Regions from separate parts of the Muntiacus reevesi genome. Here region 1 is linked to region 2. Evidence: chromatin contacts called from public Hi-C data. All regions are on one chromosome and are shown on one strand. The core of a region is the stretch at or near the end of the contact, and the rest is flanking DNA. Distances in the headings are between cores, read along the strand shown.

Region 1 (6,760 bases), core at 1,083-3,582, 130 kb before region 2:
GGGGGTGAGGGGGAGGGGAGAATGAATCCAATACACTTTTGGAAAACACTGTGTTACTTAAATCTCTGAATTGATCTTCTTTCTCAATTCTCTAAATTTAGCGTAAAGAAGCAATGGAGACATTTGGCAAGCTGTCCAAATCTTTGCTGTCATTGCTTGAGTGGGTCTTAGTTCTTCTCCTAGAGCCAACTGCCCAGGATTCTATGTCAATACTTAAGAAAATGGAGAAGACAGCATTACTTGGAGACTTTCCACATAGGAAAATGTCCCTTGACACTGGTTTTTCCTTGATTAAATCGAATCTGCATTCAGAACACTTCACAAAACGAATACAAATTTATATTTAACTAAAAATTCCAGGAAAGGCTAGTATTCTTTAAAATACAGTTATATTCACCACTATCTTTTAAAGCCACAAATTTGAGGATTATTCTCCTTATTAGTTTTACACGTTATTAGTTTACAGTTTAGTATGATTTTTCATAGTGAAGGACAATAAGTAAATGAAGGATAAATAAATATAAGTGTAATCTGGGAGTTTTTCTCAAGTTAAAAAATACTGTTAAATATTCTGAGAAAAAAGGCATTTTTGTTTTTTAACAATAAAAGTCAATAGCTAAGAAAAAGTAAAACACAGACATCTGTGTGTATACATGTGGAGAGAAAGCAAGTGTGGAGAAAGTGTGGCAAACTTGGCGATTCTGGGGGTGAAGGTGTACCTTGCACAATTTCACTGTATAATTATTTGAATTTCCTCTAGACGAAGTTTTATAAATAAAAGTTGGAGGGAGATTAAAGTCAACAGTTTTAATTGAATGTTCAGCCTCCACATATTCTTCCATTAAACACCTAGCTCATTATTCAGATTCTTATTTTAAGACGATTCACGCCTCATGTCATTGCTCCCGGAGACGCAATCCAGGTAAAACTGACGTTAAGTCCACCTCGCGTCAGAATTTGTCTGAAAATAAGTAAGGCTGGAAAGTTTGGATCAAATCCTAAAAGAGAGAACTTATTATTCCCTCCAGTTTCGAACTAGTTGACCCAGTTTCTTTTGACATTAAGACAATACAATACTTAAGAACATTATCCCTGCTCAGTTCTTTGCTTAAATGGACTCTTCTAAACCTTTGCTACCTCCACTGCTGAGAACTACAGCGAGTATTTCTAAATCACTAATCTCCAGCAATGCAAGATTAGGCGTGGTCCTCCCTGCCGTTAACCTAATCAAACTGGGATTCCTAAATACAAAGACGTTGTTGGCTTATCTTCCAGCCTGCAAAAACAAACTTAAAAAGCTGACAAGCTACACTAACCCATCGTTTTCTCCTTGTCTCACTTCCTCGTTTCTAAAAGAAACCCAATGGACACCATAAACATTAAACCGATGGCTTTAACGCAACTGTAAGACAATTCTAGAAAGACCACTGGACGCGAAGGGAGAGCGCATCGCTGAGTTGGCAAGGAGATCGATATGGCATCGTCCTGTGAAATCCCAGGGGCGTCGGGATCAGGTCCCGACCGCGGCGGCGGCGGCGAAGCGCGGCGGACAGCGGAGCAGGGGCACAGGGCGGGGAGGGGGCGGCGAGAGGTGACAGGAACTACCCGGGCCCCGGGGGCGCGCGGCCTCGCGGAGCCCCGCGCCGCGCGCCCCCCGCCCCTCCCCGCACAGCCTCCCCCGCCCCTCCCCACCCGGCTCCCTCAAGTCTCCACGAACGGAAATGGGAGTCACAGCGCCGGGGACCAGCGGAAACAAAACACAGAGGCGGCCGCGGGGGGGCCGCGGTGGGGGAGAAGGCCCCGGAACGCAGCCGGCCCGCGCGGGCCCGCGCTCGCTTCCTCCCCCGCGGCCGCACTCACCCGCTCCGGATTCGGCCCCGTCGCCCCCGCCCGCGCTCCAGAGCCGGCTGAGAAGCGCAGCGGCGCGGGCTCCACGTGCAGCGTCTCTCCCGGTAAGACCCGCAGCTCCCGCGAGTCGAAGTGGGAGGCCCCTGGGCCCTTCCCGCGAAAACGGCGCAGAGAAACTCCAACCCCCCCACTCCCGCCTCCCAGGCACCCCCGGGTCCGGGACTACAACTCCCAGCAGGTTGCGCGAAACGGACGCTTGAGGCAACGGAGGCTCACGAGGCACAAGGGAGCAGCTACGCCCCAGATCGCTTTGTTTTACACTGTCACTTTGCACAATCGTATACCTCAACAACCCCCCAACCCCCAACCAAGGAATAGGACGCTGAATCGGGGCCGGGGGTACTGAACTAAGGGACAGGCCAGTCCAAGGGCGCATGCGTACAGCACACGGTTTCCGAGAGGGAAAAAGAGAGCGGGTCAAGTTGGGCGAAGGAAAGATGGCGGAGGCGTCACTAGAGGACCCGGAAGCACTTACCCTCCACTTCCTCCTCCTGTTTGGCTTCTGTCTCACCTAGAGCCGTCCGGTCGCAGAGTGTCTCCGAGACGCTTCCTGTCCGGTGAGTGTCGACCGTCTGAAACGGCGGCCCATAATGCATTGCGATGGCGGGTAGGCGGGTGGGGGCGGAGCCAGGGCCGGAAGTAGAACGGGGCGGTGGAGGCGGCGGCGGCTGGCGGTTCGGCCCTGAGTGCAAGGTGACTGGGAGGGTAACTGGACTAACGTGGCCTCTTGGGACTTGGGTTCTGGGTTTCTTCACGAGGTCTGGGATGCCCTTTTCCCTCTAGGACTCTGGAAAAGAGAGCAACCTTATATCCCGGGGCGCCTTCACGGCCTGGCCCGGGCTCATTTTCGACCTCGGCGCCTTTCGGCCATGAAGTTTGCTGTAGATTCAATAAGTAGCCAGAAAATCCCGCTCTGAGGGCCCAGCTCAGGGTGGCGCGGGCGGCGGGGAGGCCGGCGCTTTGTGGACTTGCAGCCCGTCTAGGGTAGCCCAAGGTCATGTCCGGGGGGCCGGTCTGCCGCCAGGCCTGCTCTTCCCGGACGCGTGGAAGGTGGTTCTGAACTATTTAAGAATAGAACGTGAGAGAAAAAAACAATTGTCATCTTAAAAGTTGGGACGCCACCTAAAAATGTTGGTAGTGCTGAAACTTGGTTACGCGGCTTTTGTTTTACATCACAGTTTCCTGGAGGAAAGCACGAACCTTGGACTGGCCGGTCATCACTGTAAACAGGAGAGCTCTCGGCACAGGGCCTCTCCTTATGCTGTGTTCTTTTCTAGCTGTTGGCTTCCCTAATTCTTTGAGTGTATCCAATGCTTGCTGGCGTGCGTGGCCTCGCATAGTACTCGAATAGAGGACTTAATCATAGTTGATACTTGATATACCTATTTGTGTAATGAAGTGTATATTTCTCGTTAGATAGTCAATCGTTGCGGAGGGCGGGGAATGAAACGGGAAAAGGAACAAGTTTTGATAATGAGATTATGTATTCATTTTTTAGATAAGTTGAGTTTGAGAGCAAGATAAGACTTATGAAGGGATGAGTGGTGTTGATGTATGGGTTTGGAATTCTGGAAGAAGACCACGCACAATTAGGTGTGATTTAGGAATCATTAATAGGTAGATGATAGAGACAGAAAAGTGAAAGTGGATTTTCCCCCGTGTTGGAGTAGGAGTAACATAATCCTCTGCGAGAATAAATTAACTGTGGGAATATGAGTAATTTAATAAACTGTCTTGCACTTTGTCTTACTATCTGTAAAGGAGGCGTAGAATACTTGGTTCTGTTTCTTAACAGGATTGCTGTAAGGGTACCAGGAGGGAATATATATGGAAGTACTTAGAATACCTAGGGCTGAACCGATGTTAGGGTGACCCTATAGTGGAGTGTTGTCTGTGTTTATGTTGCCAAAAGGGAAAGTATACACTGAGTTGCACAATTTTAAAAATGTATTTGTGTCCTGTCAGATTCTGTTGTGTAACCTGGGATCGGGTACTTAACCTCTAAGCCACAGTTTCTGTATGTGTAAAGTGAGACTGATATTAAGTAACACCTTGGGTGTTAGTCGCTCAATCGTGTCCCTAACTCTTTGTGACTCCATGGACTGTAGCCCACAGGCTCCTTTCTCCGTGGGATTCTCCAGGCAAGAATACTGGAGTGGGTTGCCATTCCCTTCCCCAGGGGATCTTCCCCACTCAGGGATCAAACCTGGATCTCCTGCATTACAGGCAGATTCTTTACATCCGAGCCACCAGGCAAGTAGCACCTTAAGGTCATTCACATAGTTTTCTTTCATTCTGCAGGTGAAGGATATTTGGTAGACTGTAGGATTTATTTTGATAGTCTTTATGTGCTACTTCATGGGCTTCCCTGGTGGCTCAGTTGGTAAAGAAACTGCAAGGCTGGAGACCTGGGTTCGATCTCTGGGCGGGGAAGATCCCCTGGAGAAGGGAACGGCAACTCACTCCAGTAGTCTTTCCTGGAGAATTCCATGGACAGAGGAGTCTGGCAGCTATGGTCCATGGGGTTGCAAAGAGTTGGGCACAGCTGAGTGACTTAACACACACATGTGCTATTTCAGGTCTTCTCAGCCTGAGCACTATTGACATTTTGAACCAAATGTTTCTTTGTTGTGGGGAGGCTATTGTTGTTGTTGTTATATGATTGGCAGCATCCTGGTTTTTACCCACTAGAGGCTAGTAACACCCTGTCAGGACAGCCAAAAATGTCTTCAGACATCGGCAAGTATTTCCTGTGGGAGACCCCACTGCGATTAGAGAACTGCAGTGCTACTCTTCATCTTCTAGCTTAATGCTTTCCCACTCTCACTAGTAAAGGGCCACTTTCCCTCCAGCCCTTGTGGGTATCTTTGAAGAATCCAGTAAAAATGAATTACTGGAAAATTTCGTAGATGAAAGACAAAACAATGGAGACACAAAATACAAACTTTTAATTGCTTCCCTTGTGGCTCAGCTGGTAAAGAGTCCGCCTGCAATGCGGGAGACCTGGGTTTGATCCGTGGGTTGGGAAGATCCCCTGGAGAAGGGAACAGCTGCCCACTCCAGTATTCTGGCCTGGAGAATTCCATGGACTGTATAGTCCATGGGGTTGCAAAGAGTCGGACACGACTGAGTGACTTTCACTTTCACTGTTGAATTCAGCAGGTACGAATTAAACTCTGTCAGATTGCTGTAAAATTTCCAAATGCTTATTTCCAATTTTGATACTACAGTGGAGCAGTAAGACACTACTGCTGACAGTCCTCAGACCGCACTTTGAGCAGTAGTATTATAGTTTAATAGTTCAGTGTGACTGCTTATTTGACTCATTTGGGGAGCCTGGAGAATCATGTTAGCATATTGCTGTTGCTGCTAAGTCCCTTCAGTTGTGTCCGACTCTGTGCGACCCGATAGACAGCAGCCCACCAGGCTCCTCTGTCCTTGGGATTCTCCAGGCAAGAACACTGGCGTGGGTTGCCGTTGCTTTCTCCAATGCATGCTAAGTCGCTTCAGTCCTGTCCAACTCTGTGCGACCCTGTGGACAGCAGCCCACCAGGCTCCTCTGTCCACAAGATGGTCTAGGCAAGAATGCTGGAGTGGGTTGCCATTTCCTTCTCCAATTAGCATGTTGGGGTTTCACTTTAAGGTTCAGAAGTTTTATCAAGCTATATCGAAGTGTGACTCTATCAGTCCAGCATGGCTTGGTCAGCTCTTTCTGTTTAATCAGTCTTTATTAATATGGGGCACTTTCTTCTAATTTTTCTGTGATCTCCTTATTCTTTTTCTTTTGGAATTCCTGTTTGCATATAATTGTTACTTTTACATTTGATCTTTTCAAGACAGTAAGTGAATTCTCAATTGAAATCATCTGTAATTTATACCCTATAATTTTTTAGTTAGAAAATCATGTATTTTAGTTTCAGGAAGTCTAAGAACTTAGAGGTCTTTAAGTCTTTAAAATTCAGACTTCTTCACAAGTTCTATTTCACTGATGAGGTTGCACCGCTTGATTTTCCCTCTTTTGTTGGTGGGCTCCCTTGTGTGTGGGGTTTTTTTTTTGTTTGTTTTTTTTGGACTCCCTTGCTGTTTTCTCTTGCTGGTTCTTTTGTACTTAGATCTGGTTTTACAGTATTCGTGAATGCCTGGAATCCTGCAGCTGTACCGGGTGGAGCAGTGTCTCTCCCTGTGGGCCTGTGAAATGCAACTGAGGCTGAGGCAGCTGTCTGCAGGCTTCATGCTCATAGCCCTTTTTGCCTTTTGAGGGGGTTAGGGGAACCTGGTAGGCTAATTTGGGAACCAGTATTACTCTCTCTCTGCTGAGGGTGGGTGGTCAAGACTAAAAAGTTCATGAAGAAACACCCCATCCCAGATTTTGTGTTTTCTTTCTGCATCTGACCTAGTGGAGGCATGAGGCCTGAGTGATTCTGAACTGCTGCTAGGTCCCAGGGCCCTTTGCTTGTGAAGCGAAACACTTGCGGTGAGAGCTAGAGAGGGAAAGGGATCCTCGGTCTAAGAAACAGGGACTGTTCTTAGTATTCACTGAGTTCTGGCATGATTTAAGTTCTGTAGCATTAACTGGGTAGTGTGGCCGAGCGGTCTAAGGCACTGGGTTAAGTTCTGTAGCACTTAGTAGAATTAGATACCCACTATAACACATGTACAGGGGTTTTACAATTATGTTATTTTAAAGTAGCTTCACATGCTGGCTCTTGTTTCCAATAACAGGACCACCATGATTCTTCAGAGACTCTTCAGGTTGTCCTCTGTTCTTCAGTCTGCAATCGCAGTCTCTCTGAGGAGGAACATTGGTGTCACAGCAGTGGCGTTTAATAAGGAGCTTGATCCTGTGCAGAAA
Region 2 (6,912 bases), core at 1,651-4,150:
GAACGAATCTCTGCACTGCTGCTCGTGGGATGGCTGCTCTCCCCCGGTCTGTCATTCCTACTCTGGCATTTTTTTTGTAAAGAAAACATCTTCTCCACTCTCTGCTCCCATTTAGTTTTGAGTATCACCACAGGTTCATGGATTTCTAACACAAATAACATTATAATCCTTCATCATTTTTCTTTCTGTTATTTAAACTATCCTAAATTTGTACAATGAGAGCCCCCATTCAAACTGAATCCTGTGTTCTCAATTAGGATAAAGACATATTTGGGGGGATTCTTGACCAAAGATCCATCTCAGGTAGGTCTCTCAAGTTCTCTAAAACTGCACCCCCCCTTAGAAAGTGAAGATTATTATGGTTATTGTGTGAGTCAGTTGTGACTGATTCATTGGTGTGTTCAACATGCCTTGCGATAGGTTGAGTATTTGTTGGACATTATCATCACCAACATCCTTCCAACCAAATTAATATCTATGATACTTGTGACTTCCAATTACTGCTTCCAATGCAATTTGTGATTAAACTTGCTTAAATTTACATTCTGTAGCTTTAAGTATTGCTCTTCTGAAGGCAACTAGATGGGGTTAAATGGGGACAAACTCTAGTGAAACAGTTTCACCAGAAAGATAGCTTTACTAGTCAAACAAAGATCGCCAAGATTTAAGGAGGAAGCAAAGGATACACCTCCCCCATACATACACATCACACACATATATTGACATATGTATATTTCATGCTTTGAAACAGAATCTTAAATGAGTAAAACTCGGACAGGGTATAAATTCAAGGTAGGACACTTACACTTCTCCTTTAAAAATTGAAGATAATTACCCTGTGCAATTGTGAATGTAAAATTTGGGCCAAGGAGACAGATCTGTCAAGGAACAGAGTAACTTTTTTCTTCCAGTTTTTATAGCTAATTTACAGCACTGTCTAAGGTGTACAGCATAGTGATTATATATATATATATATGTAATGCAAAATGATTACCACAATGTTTAATTAACATCCATCACCTCACATAGTTTCAAAAACACAACAGTCTTCCCTTGTGATGAGGACTTTAATAACTTCCTCTCTGGAAACTTTCAAATACACCATATAGCACTGTTGATTCCAGACATCATGTTGTACATTACATCCCCAGTACCTACTCATCTTACAACTTTGTACCTTGTGACCCCCGCCCAATTTCCCCCACTGGAGGCAGCCTGACGGAGCCATCTGTTCCTTGGTCAGTACCGCCCTCTGGTGCTGGTATGTTTCAATAGCAAGTCAAGGAGCAGATGGGGAAAATGCGAGGCCTGAATTTCTCAGCGAAGTCAGTGCTGGTGGCTCATTCGCTCTTTGCGACTCCATGGATTGAAGCCCACCAGGCTCTTCTGTCCATGGAATTCTCCAGGCAAGACTATGGAGCGGGTTGTTAATTTACACGAATTAAATAAAGCCGTAGCAGTGAACAACTTTGAATAACAGTATTTCCATACTTTACCTCTAGAAGGCTTACTTCAATAGCGGCAACATCCCAGTGCGAGAAAGGAATCAGACACCACGCTGAATGCAAGCACACTCATCCATTCAGCAAATAGACATTGGCACCCATTGTGGGCCACGCAGCATTCTGGGCGCTTAGGGTTCACCAGTGAACAGGAGACAAAAATTCCACCCTTTAACATGCGTTCCTTTTACCATGCTCTCTATATAGTATGGGAGAAGGCAATGGCAACCCACTCCAGTGTTCTTGCCTGGAGAATCCCAGCGACGGGGGAGCCTGGTGGGCTGCCGTCTATGGGGTCGCACAGAGTCAGACACGACTGAAGCGACTTAGCAGCAGGAGTTGTATAGTATATAAACTAATCTAGATAATTTGTAAAGCACTCTATGGATTACAAAATTCCCTCCAAGTCAACAGGAGGTGTTTTGAGGTCTATATTACTTTGGTTAAATACAGGCAAACGCCTTGCAGAGAAAGGTCTGTGTAGTCAAAGCTATGGTTCTTCCAGTAGTCATGTACAGATGTGAGAGTTGGACCATAAAGCAGGCTGACCGCTGAAGAATTGATTCTTTTGAACTGTGGTGTTGGAGAAGACTCTGGAGAGTCCCTTGGACTGCAAGGCGATCAAACAAGTCAATTCTAAGGAAATTAATCCTGAATAGTCATTGAAAGGACTGATGCTGAAACTGAAGCTCTAACACTTGGGCCACTTGATGCAAAGAGGCAACTCACTAGAAAAGACCCTGATGCTCGGAAATATCGAAGGTCGGAGGAGAAGGGTACGACAGAGGACAAGATGATTGGATGGCATCACTGACTCAATGCGCATGAGTTTAAGCAAACCCCCTGAGATGGTGAAGGACAGGGAGGCCTGGCGTGCTGCAGTTCGTGGGGTCGCAAAGAGTAGGACACGACTTAGCGCCTGAAAAGAACAAAGAGAAAGCGGGTGCAGACTCGCTCAAGTCGCCCTAAGAACTAAGCCTTACAAAACCGAGAGTTAAGCCACAGCAGAGGATGCCATCGGCGTGGTCGGCCGGGCTGCATGAAAGTTAGAGTAAACAGAAGCCACCTTCCCTCGATTTTTCTCCCCAGAAGCGTGTTTTGTGAGCACTAAGGGTTTCGCTAGCCAGCCAGGCTCGAACCCGCGGCGGACGGAGGGTGGCAACACGTGTCGGGCTCTGCGTCTCCAAACCAGACGTTAGTCCCACCTGCGGAGCCCAGGGCCCTCGAATCACCCTCCGCGCTCCCGGAACAAACCCGGATCCAGACGCCGGACCTCCGGCGACTGACCCTCAGCGAGGCTTGAGCGCGCCCCCTAGCGGCGGGTGCCTTCCGAGAGCAGGGCCCGGAACGAAACTGTCGCGCGGAACCCAGAGTGCGCGCTCGGAGTTTCCGGGGAAGAGGACGGGGAAGGACCTGCGCGCGGAGGTTCCTACCGTCGCGGAGCAGGCAATGGCGGTGGTGGTCTGGGGGCTGCGGCTCTGGCGGGCCGCCCCCAGCGGCGGGGCTGCCTGGAGTGAGTTATCAGCGGCCGTGGGGACGAGGAGGGAGGCTTAGAGGACGGTGGCTGTTCAGACTGGGCCCCAGGCGGGTCCTAGCGGGGAGGGGGGGCGGGAGGAGGCGGGTGTTTAAAGCCGCCGCCCCTCCCGGCCTTGGGGTCCAAATCTCGGGGAGATGAGGGGAAGGGCCGCGGGAGAAGCTTGGGGCGCCCCCTGAGAGGGAGACCACGTTCTGGTGCATAAGTGTCCGTTTTCCCATTGAACTCGTGCACGCCTTGCCAAATCCTCTGATTTGGGGTTCCCGGAAAAACAAAACAAACCAAAAAAACAGCATATCTCCCTCTAGATATGGAGCGATTTGGCGTGGGACCTTCAGTCTCTTGGAACTTTCTTGTCCCCAAGACCTTTTCAACGCGAGAAACTTTGCTCAACTTTGCCTTGGCTGGTCTGCTTTTTGACTCCATTTCCTGGTTACCTTTTTCTTGCCCCTTATTGTTTGTAAAGCACAGATTGGAATTCGACGGAGAAACTGGTGAGAATTGGAGATCTGATGGTCAAGGCAAAGTGGAAGTAAAGGTGCAGATCTAGGCAAGCTGCCATCTCTTCCGTTGGCGTTTTAATTAATGTTAGAAAGTGGACCTCTGAGCTCATTTCAGCGAATAGCGTTGAAAATCCCCTTGCCTTCTATTCTTTCCCGACTGGAGGAGGGCGATGGCGGGAGGATGTTCACCTCTTTTGTCAGTATTCACGTTTATTGTAACTTCCTCACAGGGTCTGTGGCCACATCACCTGCTTCTCAGCTATCACCGACCGAACTGATAGAAATGCAGAATGATCTCTTTAACAAAGAGAAAAACAGGCAGCTGTCACTCACTCCCCGAACTGAGAAGATCGAAGTGAAACACGTTGGGAAAACTGACCCTGGCACTATCTTTGTGTTGAATAAAAACGTTTCCACTCCTTATAGCTGTGCCATGCGTAAGTAACGGATCAGGGTCCCGTTTTGATGATTTTAAATAAGAAAGGGGAAAAACTGGTGCAGAGGCGACAAGATGTTGTAATGGCTCCCTGAACTCCCCCGTATCTAGCATCTTACTGTGTGTTCGCTGTTGACTTAGCTGTTGAGGATACTAGGGGTCGGGTAAGGTGGGTATTGTAATGCACAGGTTGTCCTGGGACTTGCTTGAATCTGGCTGAGTTTAGAGTGCTGTCACAGCTTCCTGAAGAAGGCAGACCTGAAAGCTTAACTACTCTTGTGCTTGCCGTTTTTAGAGACACTCTTGGTGTAAAGAGGGCAGTCATCATGTGAGTCCCCTTAGAGGATTTTGAGACAGAGGGACTGCCCTGACCTCAGATGATCAGCTATTTTTTTGGCCTCCTTTTCCTTTCCTGCTCTTTTGTATCTAACTTAACCCTTTTATCTGCTCACTGCTTGCCTTGTGTATATGTTGTGTCTTTGTTTATATGTAGTAAATGTGTGAGTGCATGGCGTGAGTGTGATTGGAGTAAAAATACTTCTTATGTTCATATATTAAAGAAGATAATAAGGCCTTGTGTGTGATCTGGTTTGGAAATGAAGGGAGTAAGGGCCTCTATGTTATTTTCGATCAGAATTCTTTTGTAACTTTGATAGAACTGGTAATGTTTAAATTCAGAACAAAAAAGTCGATCTGTAAGTCCTGCATTCTCACTCGAATATGACTGCATAAGGCTTTTGGAAAACAATGATGATTCCATTTGAGTAATTAGCGTTAGTTAAAAGTTCAGGGTGACCTCCTGAGTGAGTACTCTCAATCTTCCTTTACTTTGGCACTTGAGTTAGTACTTAGAGTTGCTTCCTTGTTTGGCGAGCATTTCTTGAACCTCTGCTCTAGGATAGGTGTTAGGAATACAGAGGAGGCTCAGACAGGGCCCTTAAGCAGTTTTACACATTTCACAGGTAGAGATGGGAACACTCCCAGCGTAACCCCTGCCCTCAGATTTGCTCCTCTTTCATACTGTCAGTCATTCAGTACCTGGTTTTTTTTTTTTTTTAATTTTTCACCTCTATTGACTACCTATTATTTCAGGCCCAGTGGTAGGCTCTAGATAAATTGAGTAAGCAAAAATAGGCATGATCCCTGCCTTAGGGAGCTTATTTAGACCCTGTGGTTGGACCACCTCTGTGAATATCTTTGTACTCAAAAAACATCTAGTCAGGGATGCAGTTGCATTCTGGAGTCAAATAACAGACCAGAGCTGATGTGCTTATGTGTGAATTCATACTGATTACTAAAAACTGGTAACTGTTGTATTTAACTTTAGAGTCCATGTTAGGGACGTAAGAGATGATTTGGAAGGAAGGCCCCAAATCCATCTAGAACAGACTTACTGTGGATGTATATTTTTATATTTTCCCTTCTGAGTTGTGTGTGCATATATTCAGATATATCCATGAAGCTTGTCTCTGAATATTTAAGTGTAGCTCATGGCAGATTATTTTATTACTTAATTAACAGATTAATTTCAGATTAGACTTGGCTTAATGATTTTTGTTTGGGTAATTTTGTTAATAATTAACAATACGCTGAATGTTGGAAATTATTTCTTATTAGCTACAGATATTTTTTTCCCCTCATAAAAGACAGCTTGCCAAATCTTGCCTTTCTCTTTTTTTTATTTCTTAACGTAGCACTTAAACATGTGACTTTTCACTTGGGTTTTGTTAGAGTTAAATCTTCAATCTGTTCTAAATTCCTAGATTTAAGTGAATGGTACTGCAGGAAGTCTATTCTGGCTCTTGTGGACGGACAGCCTTGGGACATGTATAAACCTTTGACCAAGTCCTGTGAAATTAAATTTCTTACTTTCAAAGATGATGATCCAGGAGAAGTCAATAAGGTATTTCTGCCTCTGCATTCTTTTGTCCTCCTCCCCCCAGTTTTTCTTCCCCGTTTTATTAAAATCTGTTTACTTTGGAGTGTGCTTGTGCTGTGCTATGTCATGTCCAACTCTCTGCCACCCCGTGGACTGTAGCCCGCCAGGCTCCTCTGTCCACGGATTCTCCCGTCAAGAGTATAGTGGAGTGGGTTGCCATGCCCTTCTCCAGGGAATCTTCCTGACCCAGGGATCAAACCCACATCTCTTGCCTTACTGGCGGATTCTTTACTGCTGAACCACTGGGGAAGCCCCTATGGAGTTATACAAATATGACCAGAGTAAAATGTTGTACTGTATTAACCAGGGTTTTAACTAGTAGATAAGGCATTTTCATAGCTCAAAAATCCTCAGTGGCATTCGTGTCTGTGTTTTGGTTTGAGAAAACTATATGATGTGTCTTTGACATTCATATCTTTGTTCAGCTTGCTTTTATTAATCACCCTGTATATTGCAGTCATTTCTTTCTTGCCTTTGACCATCTCTTCTATATTATTTCAATAATTTTTTAACTTCTCTACCTCCCTCCCTTTTTTATCTGAAAGTCTTTCTTAATAGTCTTGCAAAAGTTTTGTTGGATGATGTGACTGATCCCTAAAGCACTTGTCTACCTGATAACCTTTCGGGTAACTTTCCTGGCCTTGCGTAGACACTTCTCTGACCCTCACCTGCTCTTTGAACTTTAGTTTCCACAGCATCTTTCCACTTCCTGCTCCAGCCACACTGGAGCACTTGATCAATAATGGTTTCTGCTCTATTGTCCTCCTTGCTTTGAGTATTCTCTTTCCTCCCTGTTAAAATCCTGTTTATCTTTTATAGTTAAGTTAAAATGTAATCTGCTCTGTGGAACCTTCTCATGTCTTCTTGTCAGGCGAATCCCTCTTCTGGGTCTCAAAGCACTTGCTTAGTGTCTCTTGACACAGTATTTTGATTTTCCTTTGTAATATGAGCTGTTGAATGCATTGGATTCTTGGCTCTGTAAAGACAGGGATCATGAC

What was found. Hi-C and Micro-C count contacts between places; a contact is called where the count stands out from the background.
Region 1: a contact with region 2 is called in a Hi-C map of muscle, with 5 times the contacts expected there. The contact joins the promoter of ATP5PF here to the promoter of MRPL39 in region 2. A contact is called at or near these places in 2 of 3 Hi-C or Micro-C datasets (blood and muscle).

Annotation. Positions count from the first base shown.
Region 1 is chr21:42,297,793-42,304,552 of mMunRee1.1, reverse strand. ATP5PF (ATP synthase peripheral stalk subunit F6) reads left to right here and starts at 2,332. Exons shown (of 4, transcript XM_065913465.1): 1 at 2,332-2,465; 2 at 6,631-6,760. The coding sequence starts at 6,638. It overlaps GABPA (GA binding protein transcription factor subunit alpha), which reads right to left and starts at 2,493. Exons shown (of 10, transcript XM_065913455.1): 1 at 2,384-2,493.
Region 2 is chr21:42,168,361-42,175,272 of mMunRee1.1, reverse strand. It overlaps MRPL39 (mitochondrial ribosomal protein L39), which reads left to right and starts at 2,900. Exons shown (of 9, transcript XM_065913612.1): 1 at 2,900-3,015; 2 at 3,770-3,976; 3 at 5,739-5,878. The coding sequence starts at 2,952.